Linked DNA regions of Sus scrofa: region 1 is linked to region 2. The links are chromatin contacts, called in public HiChIP or PLAC-seq maps. All regions are on one chromosome and are shown on one strand. Each heading gives the region's core, a stretch centred on a gene start, on an enhancer-like site or on the middle of the called end of the contact. The rest is flanking DNA. Distances are from core to core; before and after follow the strand shown.

Region 1 (6,963 bases), core at 3,835-6,334, 370 kb after region 2:
GATGCGGCTCAGATCCAGAGTTGCTGTGGTTGTGGCATAGGCCAGCAGCTGTAGCCAAGCATGAGAGGGACTCATCTGCTGTTGCTGGGGGAGGCCACATGGAAAGCATGACAAGGATGCAGGCAGGCTCTCAAGTAAAGATGGATTCCAGCTGACAGCCAGTGTGGAAATTGGGACCTCTGTCCTACAAGCGCCAGAAACTGAATTTGGCCAACAGCTTGAATGAGCTTGGAACCACTTCATCCCCAGAGACTCCAGAAAGGAACATGGCCTTGAGTTAGGCCTTGTGAGATTCTAAGCAGAAGTCCAACTGATCCGTTCCTGGACTTTTAACCTTCAGAAATATGATGTGATATTTGTGTTAAGTGGCTGAATCTGGGGTAATTTGGTACAGCAACAGTATTAAAAAAAAAAAAACTAGTATAGCTATAACTTGAATGGATGCTAAGGAAAGTTTGCTAAGTGAAAAAAAAAGCCAGTGAAAAAACTAAGTGGAAAAAAAAAGATTATATGCTAAATTGTTCCATTCATATAATGTTTTTGAAATGACAAAATCATAGAGGTGAAAAACAAGATAACTGGCTGCTAAAGGTTAGGAGGACGTCAGGAGGGACATGGAGATGACTGTAAATGGTAGCATGACGGATGGAATTATTCTATAACTTGACTGCGATGGTGGTACATGAATCTGCACAAGTGATAAAATTGCATGCAACTAAATATACATATACACATGAATGCGTGTAAAACTGGTGAATACTGAATAAGGTCAGTGCATGGTCTCAAGGTCAGTCTCCCAGTTGTGATATTACCCTGTAGTTAAGTAAGACATTGCCTTTGGGGAAAACAAGATTCAGGTACCTGGGGATCTCTCTGTATTATTTCTTATAATTATATGTGAGTCTACAATTCTCTCAAAGTCAAAAGGCTCACTACAATGATATAATAGATATAAAATACATATGTTGAAAGTAATATTTTATTACTGTTACTTTATGTATTCATGATATAAAAAACATTTATAAATTTGTTAAAGTGTTACAAAATTTGTTATAGTGAAACAATAGGATTAAATATGTTAGACCATCACTGCTTTCACTTCAAAATGAGCTGAGGAGCAAAGTGAATTCAGCCCTGCCAGTTTCTTGTTGTTCTCTTCCATCTGCAGCATTAGAGCGGTCTTGAACAACACTTTTTGTGCAGAGATCACTTTAGAGGACATTTGTCTATTTGCAGGTAAAACTTGATAATAGAATCCGCAAACCCACTTAACACAGCAAGTTAGCAAATTTCGGGGGCCACAAATTTAGTGTCTTAAACAAGACAAATTTATTATTTTACGTTGTGGAGGACAGAAGCCTAAAATGGGTCTCCCTGAGTTAACATCAAGGCGTAGACTGGGATGTGTTCCTTAGGGAGGCGATTATGTTTCCCTGACTGTTCCAGCATCAAGAGGCTGCCACATTCCTGGGCCTGTGGCCCCTCTGGCAGCCACATCACTGTATCCTCTTGTCACATCTCTCACTGAGACCGTCCTGCCTTCCTGCCTCATTTATTATAAGGGCCTTGGTGATTATATTGGATTCACTCAGATAATCTCCCCATCTCAAGATCCTTAATCAGATTGGCAAAGTTCCTTTTGCCATGTGAGGTAACCTATTCACAGTTTCCAGGGACTCCGGGGCAGTTGGGGGAAAAGAGCATTGTTCTGCCATCCTCCCAGGACATGCGCAAACTGCAGCATGCTGCCATGCACAGAATGCATACAGATGTGTGAGGGCTCTGCCAGCACCATTCTGTTGTGGCGCCTCAAATTATCTCATGTACCAAGTCCCATGACCATTTCAGATGCAGGTTAGAGAAGGCATCAACTTCATTTCCTAAATATTGTGAAGCCTTAATATCATCTCGATTTTTTAAAATTACACATGGTTATAAAGTTCTAACATTCTCTCACCATGCCTCACTTGATTGCCGGGGAGCCCTGAAGTTGGGGGCTCCCGGTTGGAGGCTGCTGCTCTCAATAATCAGTGTTTAACAGTTTCTCACATCTGTGCAGCAACACACCATTTATGCACTGCGGTCATAGTGTTCCGCTTTGGAGAATAGTTAACTGTTATCTACTGGGAGGTAGATACGGTTTCCAGTTTAGAGGTGGAGCTTCTCAAGATCAGAGAAGTTCAGGAACTTGATGGAGGACAGAGCTACAGAACTGCTGAGTGAAGAACTGCGTCTTATACTGTGGCTCCCAGTTCCTCCATGACACAGAGAATGGGTTCTGGGTAAAGAAGGAGCTAGGTTTTCAGTGTCCAGGGCAAGAACACCCTGAGTCTTCCAGAAGCAGCTGTAGTAATGGCAGCAAAAGCAGACAACCAGGTTCAAAATGCAGAGTAATTGCACATTAACCACTGAGGCAGCAGCTGATTTCCTCATGCACAATGCCTCTACACGACCAGGCCAAGTCCAGCAGCAAAAATCCCTGGGGCTCCAAGAAGCCATGGCTGTACAATAGAGAAAAGCTATATTGTTCTGAGCATATATTCTTTTCTTTTGTAGTTCATGAGGTCACAAATAGTTCTAAGCTGTCTTTTGGAGAGGACATTACAAGTGATAGTGATTCCTTGACAGGCATTCTTTTTTCCTAAATGGTTCAGAGAACTCCAGAGGACATAAGGCTATTTTTATTCACTGGGGCTTGGGAGTCACAGTGAGACAGAGCTGCAGGGCTGGTGTCCTTCTGATGGAGGGGACAAATGCATTCATAAGCCATCTCAAAAGGATGAAACAAGCTCATGAAAAATCAGGGAGAAGCAGATGTAATTATACTGAGAATCACAAGACATGGACTTAGATATAATTCAGAGCAGCGTGACTGAGCAGCAGAGGAATATGGAAATTTGTAACTGATAAACACTGGTAGCTGGGACGTATTTTGAGAGGTGGTTTGAAAGATCCAATGGACAGATTACCTACATGGCATTTAACTGAGTTTAGCTCCGACAACACTGACTGACTTTAACATTTAACTGAATGCTGATTGTGGCTCCAGACATTGTTTTATTCATTCAATCCATTGGTTGGAAATAGTAAACTTAAGATTGCTGAGGAACAAATTAATTAGATCTGTAAATAGCCTTTTTTTTTTTTTTTTTTGGTCTTTTTTCTTTTCTCGGGTCGCACCCGTGGCATATGGAGGTTCCCAGGCCAGGGGTCTAATCAGAGCCATAGCCACTGGCCTACACCACAGCCACAGCAGTGCAGGATCCAAGCTGTGTCTTCGAACTATACCACAGCTCACGGTAAGGCCGTATCCTTAACCCACTGAGCGAGGCCAGGGATCAAACCTACAACCTCATGGTTCCTAGTCAGATTCGTTAACCACTTCGCCACAATGGGAACTCCAAGATCTGTAAATAGCTTTTAAACTACAAGTGATAAGAACAAAATATTTGAAAGTGGCACTAAGGCTATTCCTTACAAAGACTACAAATATGTTTCTTTTTGCTGGAATAATTACCCATATGCAAGAGTTGCATATGTGAGCCAAATTTCCTAATCGATTTACTTCACAAATAACATTGAGGGCACATTACATTAGCAAGGGGAGATGGAAAGCAGAATCAATTACCTCGATGCTATAAACTAGAGTAAACAAATGTTGCTTCAATTATCTGATTCTTTCAGATGAGAGTTGGGATGTTAATGACCTGAATTGTGTTGTTTCTGAATTTCACGTTGCTAAACTAGACAAAGTCTAAAAGCCTCAGAAAGCCAAATTTTCCTAGAGGATTTTTTGTAAGTGACTCCTATATATCTGAATTTGCCACAATGTGACTTATAAATTAACTTATATACTGGCCAATTATTTGACCAGCTTCTTAACTTTCCAGTTTTATACAAATAAAAACTGAATGGTGAAAGTACTATTTTCATAACTCTCAACCAATTCGTAGTTACAATTATAGCAAAATAAAATAGCAGGTAGGAAGTATTATTGCATTTTTACCATGGTGATAGTTCTGTTCCTCCCATTTTCACAGATATGAAAAATTTAGAAAACACTTTTAGATCTACACATAACAAATTGCTCAAAAGGCGGGGAATACAATTCAAGAGAAAGTTACTTTGGATCTGGTACCATTTACTTTTATTTTTCAGGGGCTTTTGTGTTAAGGATGACTGAACATTTTAAAGCCAGATGGGATTTAAGAGTTAACAGAGTTAATCTAGTGCTGCCTACTTACCAGTCATTAGACCCATGCAGGGCTGCCTGCCTATGAATTTATATCTAATTTCTCTATCTTCAGATAGGCAAAAAGGGGGAAGACCTCTGGTTTTTATTTTTTAATTACAATTTCTAGGCCCCACCCTGGATTTTCCGATGGAAGGATTTTGTAAGCTGCCTTTCCCAGGTGATTTTCTGATGCAAGTATTTGTGGAAACCATAAATGCTAGTCCAGCCTTTTCACTTCGGAGATGCTGAATCTGAGGACTCTGTCGTGGGTCCAGTGAGGGAGGAGAATCCAAGCTCCCTGATTTCCAGTCTTTTTTTGCCCCTCATTATCTGGCCTGCTGATGAAATCCTCTCCATCCCTTGTGCAGAGAGGAGTGGGACAATCCGACCCCAGGGACAGAGGAAGGGATTGACACTAGGGAATGTTAATTTGCCTTTTCCCCTTCCCTGGGAAATTTTAAAAACAAAGGAAAAGTTTAATTGGCTGATAATTTAATATATGAAATCATATAAAAAAACAGAGTAATGGATTAGATAAGATCTTAATATTTCTAGGCTTCTGTAATTTAGTAACAAAGGAACCCATTGGCACTTTCACTTTGTTTTGTTAAGATGGTTTCCCCAGAAGCTTCCGAAGATGGAAGAAACCTACACTCCTCCTCCTTCTTTCAACTCAGCTTTTCTTATCTGAAGGGATAACTACAGGATAGACACTTACATATGCAAAACCCAGTTCCACCCCCCCTCCTTTGGCACTTAATACTTTCAGATCAAATCTATAGATAGCCTTAGTGGCTGGGCCTGCAGCTGGTTTAGCATAAATACAACAGCACCACCTTGTGTTGTGCTCCAGGGAGAATTTACCTCTAGCAGGACAAAAGCTTAGGTGAGAAGGGAGCAGGATGCAGTATGGAGTTCCCGTCAAGGTGCAGTGGTTAATGAACCTGACTAGGAACCATGAGATTGTGGGTTTGATCCCTGGCCTTCCTCATGAGGTTGTGGGTTAACGATCCCGCGTTGCCATGAGCTGCCATGAGCTGCCATGGGAGCGGCCCTAGAAAAGGTAAAAAGACAAAAAAAAAGAAAAGGAGACCCCTCCCCTCTTCTCTGTGCTGAAAGCATTACTGCACCAATCCCCTGGGAAGACTCTTCTGTCCACTACCTTCCTATAATTTTCTCCTGTAAAATTTATATATATTAAACTTATTATCTATTAAATATCTGTTAAATATATCTATATACTAAATATTATATATGTAATATAAAAGGTAGTTGGAAAATGGAAGAGCAGAAAAAAACATATATTAGTAAAAGCCTAGGCAAGCAGAATGCTTTAGCGTGTACTTTAGAGGAAAACATTACAGTCAGTTTTAATTTCAGAATACTTGAAGGTAAATGTATATTTAATGCTAATTGTGATTTAACACTTCTATAAAGATTCTCCCACATTTGAGCAGGTAGCTTTTAAATAATGTATTTGCCCATTAAAGGGACAAAAGGATTTTTCACGATGGGTAATATGAGTAAAAGAGTTGTGTTGTGGGTAAAATCTTTATTTTCCAAGTAGAGTTGTAGAGTTTTATTTATATTTGTACCTTCTCTATGGGGCAAGCTGAGAAATTAATATATGTATATCAACTTGGGACTGAAAGACTATAGTTAAAAAGACACTAAAATAGAAATATTGCCCAACTAAATATGCTACTCTTGTCTGATCTTTTCACCAGAATCAACATAGTTAATTAAAGAAGATTGTTTTCAATCACAATTTGAAATGTCAAGATTGGTATATAACAAATGAGCAATTCTTTGTCCCTGAAGTCATCTGGAAAGTTGAGTCTGAGTCCTTACAACCTACACATGAGTATGGGATAGGAAGTTACAGGACTAGAAAATAGCAAACTTCAGGGTCTTTCTGGGACTGATCATGCAGAAAATCTTAGCTAGAAAGTCCTGCAGAAGGCTCAGTTATGTCCGTTTTAGTTGCAAAGGGGGATTTTTATCTTCTAAGTTTGTCAGGGTTTTTCCTCTAAGTTTGTTTATCATGGACCCAGCGATCTGCCTGCAGGGCTCCTGGGCGGCAGTGTAGCACCTCGGACTAGAGTATACATTTACTGTGCAGAGATAATAACTTTGAATGAAGACTACAAATAAGGAAAAAACCTCCCTTCATTAGACATGTTCTTTCTGGTGAAAAGATCACACGAGTAGAGTATTTGGTTAGGCAGTATTTCTATTATTTGGATAAAATTTTTTATATTATGCATTCCAATTAAATAACAATCTGATTTATACAAATTGTAAATTTATGTTTAAAAACATATGTAATGTCTAACTGTTAATCAAGTATCAGTTGACAAACCTGATGAAAATGCTCTTTTTTTCAAGCAAAGACATCCTAAAAAACCTCCAAGGTCTATTCTTTGGTCTGCTATTCACAGCCCCTTGTCTTTCTAACCCCTGTTAGTTTTCTGCACAAAGAAATGCCCTCCCCCTTCCCAGACCCTTTACTCAAGGTGACTCCACACGAACAGGATTCTATCTGAAGAATGGGAATGTCATATTTGCCCCAAATCTTCCTTTCTCTGCCATTAGACTTTCGCTGAAATTTTATCTCATGCAAATGCCTTCCTTACTAAGCAGAGAATTATTTCATATCCCACACAAAATCCAAACAGTCAGCCCTCAGTATTCACAAGCAAATTGTCTATCTTGTCCATTACCTGCAG
Region 2 (7,164 bases), core at 2,276-4,775:
TTCTCTCTTCCTACAACAATTTCCCCATTGATTCAGCAAGACTGTGGGGTGAGGATTATGGGCAGTATGACTTGTGTGATAAGCTTTCACTCTGCAAAACAGCATTCTATTTTACATAGCTCTTCTCTTTTTAACTGTACTTAAAACTCCAGAACTAAAAAGATGGCTAGAGAAATGATGCAAGTATATTTTGGAGCATACCCTAAGATGAGCAAGTTTAGATTCATCCTGAGTTTGAGCAACTAATTCTGATCCTATGCATCATCAAAGATGCCTTTATTTCTCCTCCTTGTTTTTCCTTCCCATGAGTGGATCTGCTGTTGAATCATGTCCATGTCATTCAGTGATTATCTCACTGTAATGAGGTCAGTGAAGAGCAACTTACACTTGTTTGCACTGTTCCCAACAGCCATGAAAGACTAAGTTTTGATGTCCCCACATTATCTTAATATAATGCTAAATCTTCCTTGAGAGATGTATGGCAGAGTAATGCAAACAGTTTTACAGATGTGGTTGTTATTTTAAGATACCGATATGTGAACTACCAAAAATAATAGTGTTATTAATTTAATATGCACTTGATAAGTTTTAATTGAATGCTTATAGGCCATTAGTAAAATAATCTGACATTGTGTATTACTGGGTACTAACTCTTCAAGGGCTAAGGTAAACCACACAGCACTTTACTTTCAAAAAAGAAATAAGACCAGATTGAAAATCTCACAGTTAAGTGACCAGTTTAAATCTGTGATATGGTTCATTGCTATACCCTGAGTGGAAAAGACAGAGATATTACATTATTCAGAAACCAAAGGTTCAGTAGTTTAATACTCAATATAAAAACAAACCAGAAAAATGGGTATTATTGAGCACAGTCTCTAGAGATACATTCAAATACCAGCTCCTACTATGTGGCCTTGGAGAAGTTATTTGAACTCTACGTATTTCTGTTTTCACGCCTTTAAAATTGATATAATAATAGTACTCACCTGCAAGAATTTGTTTTTTGAGGATAAAATAAATGGACATATATATGCAAAGCTCTCAGAGCAGTGCACAAACTGTAAATAATCGATCAGTATCTTCTACTATTACAGTAAGCAATCTACGCATACAGTAAACCCAGTCAAATCATTTTGCTTCTGCTCTCTCAATGTCTTATGATACAATTGTATGCTATTAACAAATAATGAGTTCCTAATCACTGGACTGTTGGAATTTTTTTCAGACTTCCCTATGATGCTAATTGTCACTTCATTTTTAGGCATTCCTGAGCTTCCAAGGTTCCACTGCCCAACATCAAATAGGGAGGATGCTCAGACTTTCTAATGAGGCAACATGAAACATAGACACAGAATACACATTCGATGACCGTGCATGTGCTCCTTCATAACTGCAAGTCTTCGATGGAAAAATAATCTTCATTCCAAAAAGAACACAAGTAATTTTTAACAAAATCAACCCCTGTAAATTCACTTAAGGAGACTGTCAAAGATATTCCAAACTATCTGCATGCGCTGTCTGACACAATACACTCTACACGTATGCCGAGGAACACCTACAGGGTGCAGACTATAAATCATCATCCAACGTTCCTCGAGCCCCCACGTCCATAACGATGATGGCATCTGGTCAAGCACTGTTGTCACACAGCCCTGAAACTAAAATGGAGCTGGTTTTTATTCTAAGCCTAATGTATTTTTAAATCAAGCCACAGGGAAATAATTACTTTTGTTTCTATTCAATCAAGACCTGCACACAGAGAGTTTATGGAATGACATAATATCCTTCCTGAAATCAGACTGGTATGTAGGACCAGTATCCTTCACACATATCCAGTTCCTGAACCTTTAAAAACAAATCCCAATTTCCAAGGAAACAATCTCATCAAATGCTGCTCACTAGAATACATATTGTTCCTTTTGGAAACATTACAATAAGATTTTCATGATTACGAACTCCAACTTCCCTTCTAAAATTAAATATAATCTTAAACTCATTTATTTAAGTGGAAATTTATTTTTATAATGGCTCTAGAAAATCCTGGTCATTGGTGGTTATGTATCACCGATATAATAATTTAGTTATTTAGTTAGCCTGGGAGTGGGTGGTTATAAACTTCATAAACTTATTATGTATGTGGGGGTATGCGTGGGTATATGTCTTTTTCTTAGGAAGGTTCACCTTTCTAGTTTCTACAAACGTACCCTAAGATAAGGGGCATGTTTTAAACTATTACCAGAGAATAATGAGTTTTAGTAATCCCCCCACCCCCAGAATAAAAAGGAACACCCAATAGCTTGTAATCAATTTTCCTCTCCTCTCTGCCTTATGCAGCTGATGCTCCTGTCACAAGATTTGTTTTGAAGTTAGCAGACAAGCTTATCCTTTACCAGAAAAACAGTATCAACAAATCAGTGGCAACTCCTGACGTAAACAGGCAAAGAGGCAGAGAATGTGATTCTGATTGTCAGCCCAAGGGCTTTAAGAACAGAATTTTAACTTTCTCCTGTCAGGTAAGAGTATTGTAAAGAATCTGGGCAGGGTGAAGCTAGTCCTCCGCTCCCCCCCGCCCCCCTTAAATAAACCAGTGTCTAAGTTTTAAACATGACAGGGTGTGAGGAACCTTCAGAGAAGCGCCTAAAATACACACCGAGGAAACCTGTCTCATTTATTCTGTAGACATATACGTAGTTTTGGAAATTTATGATTCGCTGTCCTGCCGTGAAGGTTTTTGTGGACTTAATGTTGAGTTATGTGGCAGCTAAGCGCTGTCACTGTTTGCTTAAAACTGCAGCCTGAAGCTACTTCTCAAAGTTAGGTGCAGCGTGGCAGAGAAACCCATACAATGTAAAGTGAAAACAGCTTTCAAAACTGCGTTAGCACGAAAGAGAGCCAACAGAAATCAGAATTAGCAACAGCCTTCCACTGCCGGCGACTCACCTTGTTGAATTTTAGTCACTAGCTGATGGCGTGCTAGAATCCGGCTCATCCTGTAAGGAGAGCGCCTCGCAGTCTGATCAAATCGCAAATACATCTCCTGGCTCTCAGGTGTCAGGGCATTTAGATAGTAGCAGCCTGAAGCTGGGGTCCTGGGTCCCTGACTGAACATCCCGGCAGATTTTCGTTTGCCACCTCAGTCTGCCCTGTGGCTGTTTCCGTCTGCCTCCAGTCTCAGTCACGGTGCAAGGCACCCAGCCCAGCAGAGCTCAACAGACCCAGCGATTTTTAAAAAGAAAAGGAGTGCCAAAAGCCACAACTCAGAATTCCAACCTCCCCTCCTGGGCCTCACGTGACCCCGCGGAGCCAATCAGAGGCGGGCAGGAGATGAGCCCGTACGCCGTCGGCTGCCGGAGCCCCGGAGAGACCTTGCTCCAGGGGCTCGGGTCCCCGACTGCGCGGGAAGCGAAGGCTCCTGCCCTGCCTCCGAAGTGACTAAGCCCCGAGAAGCTGCACTCACTGAAAGAGCTGAGGGAGAGGAGAAAGGGCAACAGAAGAAAACTAAGCCCTGGGCACAGGAAATCGTTCCAGCTGTAAACGATAGAGAAAGCACACCCGCCTTCTCCAAGGCAGCTGCAGCGAGGTACAGAGATGGGTGTGATACACGATTTAAATGAAAAACTACTTCCAATAAGCATAAACAGCTGAGGATAAATGACCACACTTCATTACAAAAGAAATGGATAAAGCTTTTCCAGGGAAAAGTACACTTCCAGTCCTTTAATGCCCGGAGGAAATGCACTCCAGGCCCCTGACCTGCATGGGAAGCTGAGAGCTCTTACAGATGAAACTGGCACAGGCGAGGGCATCAACATATTTAAGTATCTTCCCCTTTAAAATCTTCTACTTCCTCAATTATTAATCAGCCAGAAGAAGAATACTCTTCAAGTGCCTATTCCATTTAAGACACTGCGGGAATCACAGTAAAGATGCAGATTCATGCAAAGCTGCTGTGGCCAAGCTGCTTGGGATCAGTAGAGAAGTTGTGCAAAAGGGTATAATGCAGGCCTTATGTGAAAGGGCCTCAAAAAAAGACCTAAGAACAATATTAAAGGGGAGTATTATTACTTTTGACTGGGGTGATGATGAGAGCAGGCCACACAGAGAAAGAGACATCTGGGTGGGCTTTTAAGAAATGGGTGGGATTCTGACAGGCAGGGGCTGAGGAGGGTCTGTGCCCACATATATGGACAGGGGAAACCAGAGTGTGTGTTTAAGGAAACTGCGAGTGATTCCACTTGGCCATATCCGAGTGTACATGTGGGAGTAATCAGCATTTCCCCCCTATTTTTTCTCTTTAATATTGTTTGATGTGAAGAGAAAAAAAAAATCTATAGAAAATGTTATTGAATTCTGAGCCTGGGGCTGAAGGAATAAAGTTATTTGGAAAAGAGGCATGTGGCCAAGTTGTTCTTATATTTGGTAGATTCAAACTGAAACACAGCCGGGCCTGGAATTTAGAATCCCAATAATGAAAAACTCTCGATTGGAAGTTCAACAGGACTTAAATTAGGATCTTGATTCTTGGTGCTATGGCTAACTGTGGTCAGCCCCAACACCTGCGGAATTTCTGCACTTCTGAGAAGCAGCTCATTTCGCGTAAATATCTTACTAGGTAAATGAGCACATGAATAAAGACTCCCAGGGCTACAATGGACTCTTCTTTCTCTCTCTGTTCTTCTCCCTCTCTCTCCCTCCCTCTCTCCCTGCACTTGAGAGCCTCTTCTAATCACCATGCAAAAATAAGTAAGGGTCAGGTTTTCAAGTCAGCTCTGATGCAGGAAAGGAAAGGAAAGATGCACTGGGTCCTGTTGTTCCTTTTCCATTTTTCATCAGCCCTTGATCATAGTTTTTCTATTCCAGAGGACCTTTTGTGCATGGTGAGAGGGATCTGAGATCTGGTGCCTCTGGATGTGCCAGAAGCATGGGCATTACTGGCAGACAGGCTTAGTACCCTACTGCAGTTTAGATGCTTGTGAGGCCCACTCCCCAAGCCCAGATCCAGCACTGGCTACCGTGTCATGCCGATGCTGATGCCAGCCACCTCATACACATGCTTTTGGCTTGATGTCCAATGGTGACGACTCGCTGTTGCAAACACCTGGCAGTTATCCCTTTGCAATGGAAGAGTATAGAAGAAGAGTAGAGCGAGAAAGAAGGATGGAACTTGGGAACTTTGGATATATTCTGGGAAGCCAAGCAAAGGGAAGCAAAAGGCAGGAAATACCACACAGGTGTTTTTTAGCTGTGAATAACACTTAAAGAAAGACTGACCTTTCCCAACGCCAACCTCGAAATTCAATACTGACTTGGCTGAGTTTTAGAAATAAACGGAAAGATGCTTCCTGAGAAGCCCTGCAGTGTACCTCAGGTTACTAAATGAAAATCACAATGCCCCTTTTTTTGCTCAATAGTGAACACAGGAACACGTTGAAGGACCTGAGGTGTTTTGTTCTGAAAACATTAAGATCATGCAGATGTATTCTTTGGTACATATATCAACAGATACAGATACTGTGAAGTGTAGTATTTCACAGGCGATGGCAATGAAGAAGGAAACTTGAACGTAAATTGGGGGGGGGATTTGTTTAAAAGAAAGACAACTTAGAAAAGCCCGTTTTTCCCCCCAAAATCGGTCTGAGCTTTAATAAAGGGATCTATGAAGGAGCATATGTCAACATCTCTGTCTTCCCTATGTCATGTCCAACTTGTATTTTATGGTTCAAGTAGTATCTGTAAATCCATGCAATTGCTCACCACGGCTTTGCCATTTTCTGTACTCAAAATACCATATTTAAAGCAGAAAGGTAGCATTACTTCCCCGTTAGCATCACTAATGCCTTGTTTTATGCTAATTGCTATGAAACCTGAGCCCTTTCAATGATTTTTTGAAATCATCATTTGGTCGCAGTGTTAGAAGACTTACCACTGGGTGGGCAGTTCTGGCCTGCTTGTTGCAAATATAAAATTGAGAAACTGCTGATAATCTTCCTTGGGCTGAAATGTCCTCCATGCATCTCAAGAAGAGAGCTCTTCCTTTTCACTGGTGAAGGAGGGAGGGCGCGCTGAAAACCTAAGAATGATGCTGGATTTCTTCCTTTCCAAGTCCTTCATAAATGAGGAAAATGGTTGGTACTTAGTTTTCACCTACTTTTCCTCTTTCCTAATTTGGTCAAGAACAATCTTCACTCAAGACTCTTTCAGGGATGAGATAACAGATGAATATTGAGAACGTCAACAAGTATAATTACCAGGGGAATGGAAAGGGAAGAGTGGCTAAGGACGTCAAGCACCTACTGGATGCTAAGCCTGGTGCTATTCACATTTCATGTCTTTAATTGATCTCCATGGAAACCCTTTGTGCAATCCTGTTTTGTGGAGAAGGAAATTAAGATCCCAGAGGTGAAGCATTGCCCCAGGTGATAAAGCAGCCAAGTGTAGAGCCTCTGTTGCTCTCCAAGCTGACGACACTTTAACTCTTTCTGCTATTACACAGGAGGGACAGGGAAGGAAACACTGGAACTAAAAGGGTGCTGGGGAAATTGGGTAAGGGAGAAAATTTAAGAAGAATATACTGAAAACCAACTTAATTTTATTTAGTTGTATGTGATACTGGGATGGAAATACAGGTATAGGATGACTACCTTCCTAACTTCCTATGGTAGTTGAGATCAAGGTGTCTTTTTTTTTTTTTTTTTTTTTTTTTTTTTTAACCGCCACACCTGCAGCATATGGAAGTTCCCAGGACAGGGGTCGAATTGGAGTTGCAGCTGCTGGCTTACACCGTAGCCACAGCAACAACATATCCAAGCCATGTCTGTGACCTACACCGCAGTTCAAGGCAACACCGGATCCTTAACCTACTGCGGGAGGCCAGGGATTGAACCTGAAACCTCATTGATATTAGTCTGGTTCTTAACCCACTGAGCCACAACGGGAACTCCAGGATCAAGGTATCTTTAGAGGAAGATACCCAGCCCAGAGTTTTTAATTAACCCGTGAGAGCCCTCTCTGGAGTAACCCCGGACTGAGAGTTGGAGACCGAGACCCACCCCTATCCGAATGTTACAATGAAGAGGCAGCCTGACCGCCTCTTTGTTTAACAGTTCCTCTTCTGGAGGGTAGATGGTTTGTCCTCTGCTTTCTGCTCATCTTTAAGGCTAA

What was found. HiChIP or PLAC-seq counts read pairs in DNA pulled down with a chosen protein or histone mark.
Region 1: an H3K27ac HiChIP or PLAC-seq map of skeletal muscle shows a contact between it and region 2, with 5 times the contacts expected there. The contact joins two enhancer-like sites. A contact is called at or near these places in 2 of 47 Hi-C or Micro-C datasets (embryonic fibroblasts and fibroblasts) and 1 of 2 datasets of contacts at active chromatin or transcription factors (skeletal muscle).

The regions. Positions count from the first base shown.
Region 1 is chr11:10,058,222-10,065,184 of Sscrofa11.1, forward strand. The region is part of intron 3 of LOC106507939; the gene reads left to right. Among named protein-coding and RNA genes, the nearest start is that of RFC3, 85 kb to the right of the region's middle. Within about 2 kb of position 5,085, at least 21 of the 83 cell types and tissues checked have an H3K27ac peak or open chromatin away from gene starts, as enhancers often do. A contact at or near this core is called in skeletal muscle, where this site is marked.
Region 2 is chr11:9,687,411-9,694,574 of Sscrofa11.1, forward strand. The region is part of intron 1 of STARD13 (stAR-related lipid transfer protein 13); the gene reads right to left. Among named protein-coding and RNA genes, the nearest start is that of STARD13, 47 kb to the right of the region's middle. Within about 2 kb of position 3,526, at least 68 of the 83 cell types and tissues checked have an H3K27ac peak or open chromatin away from gene starts, as enhancers often do. A contact at or near this core is called in skeletal muscle, where this site is marked.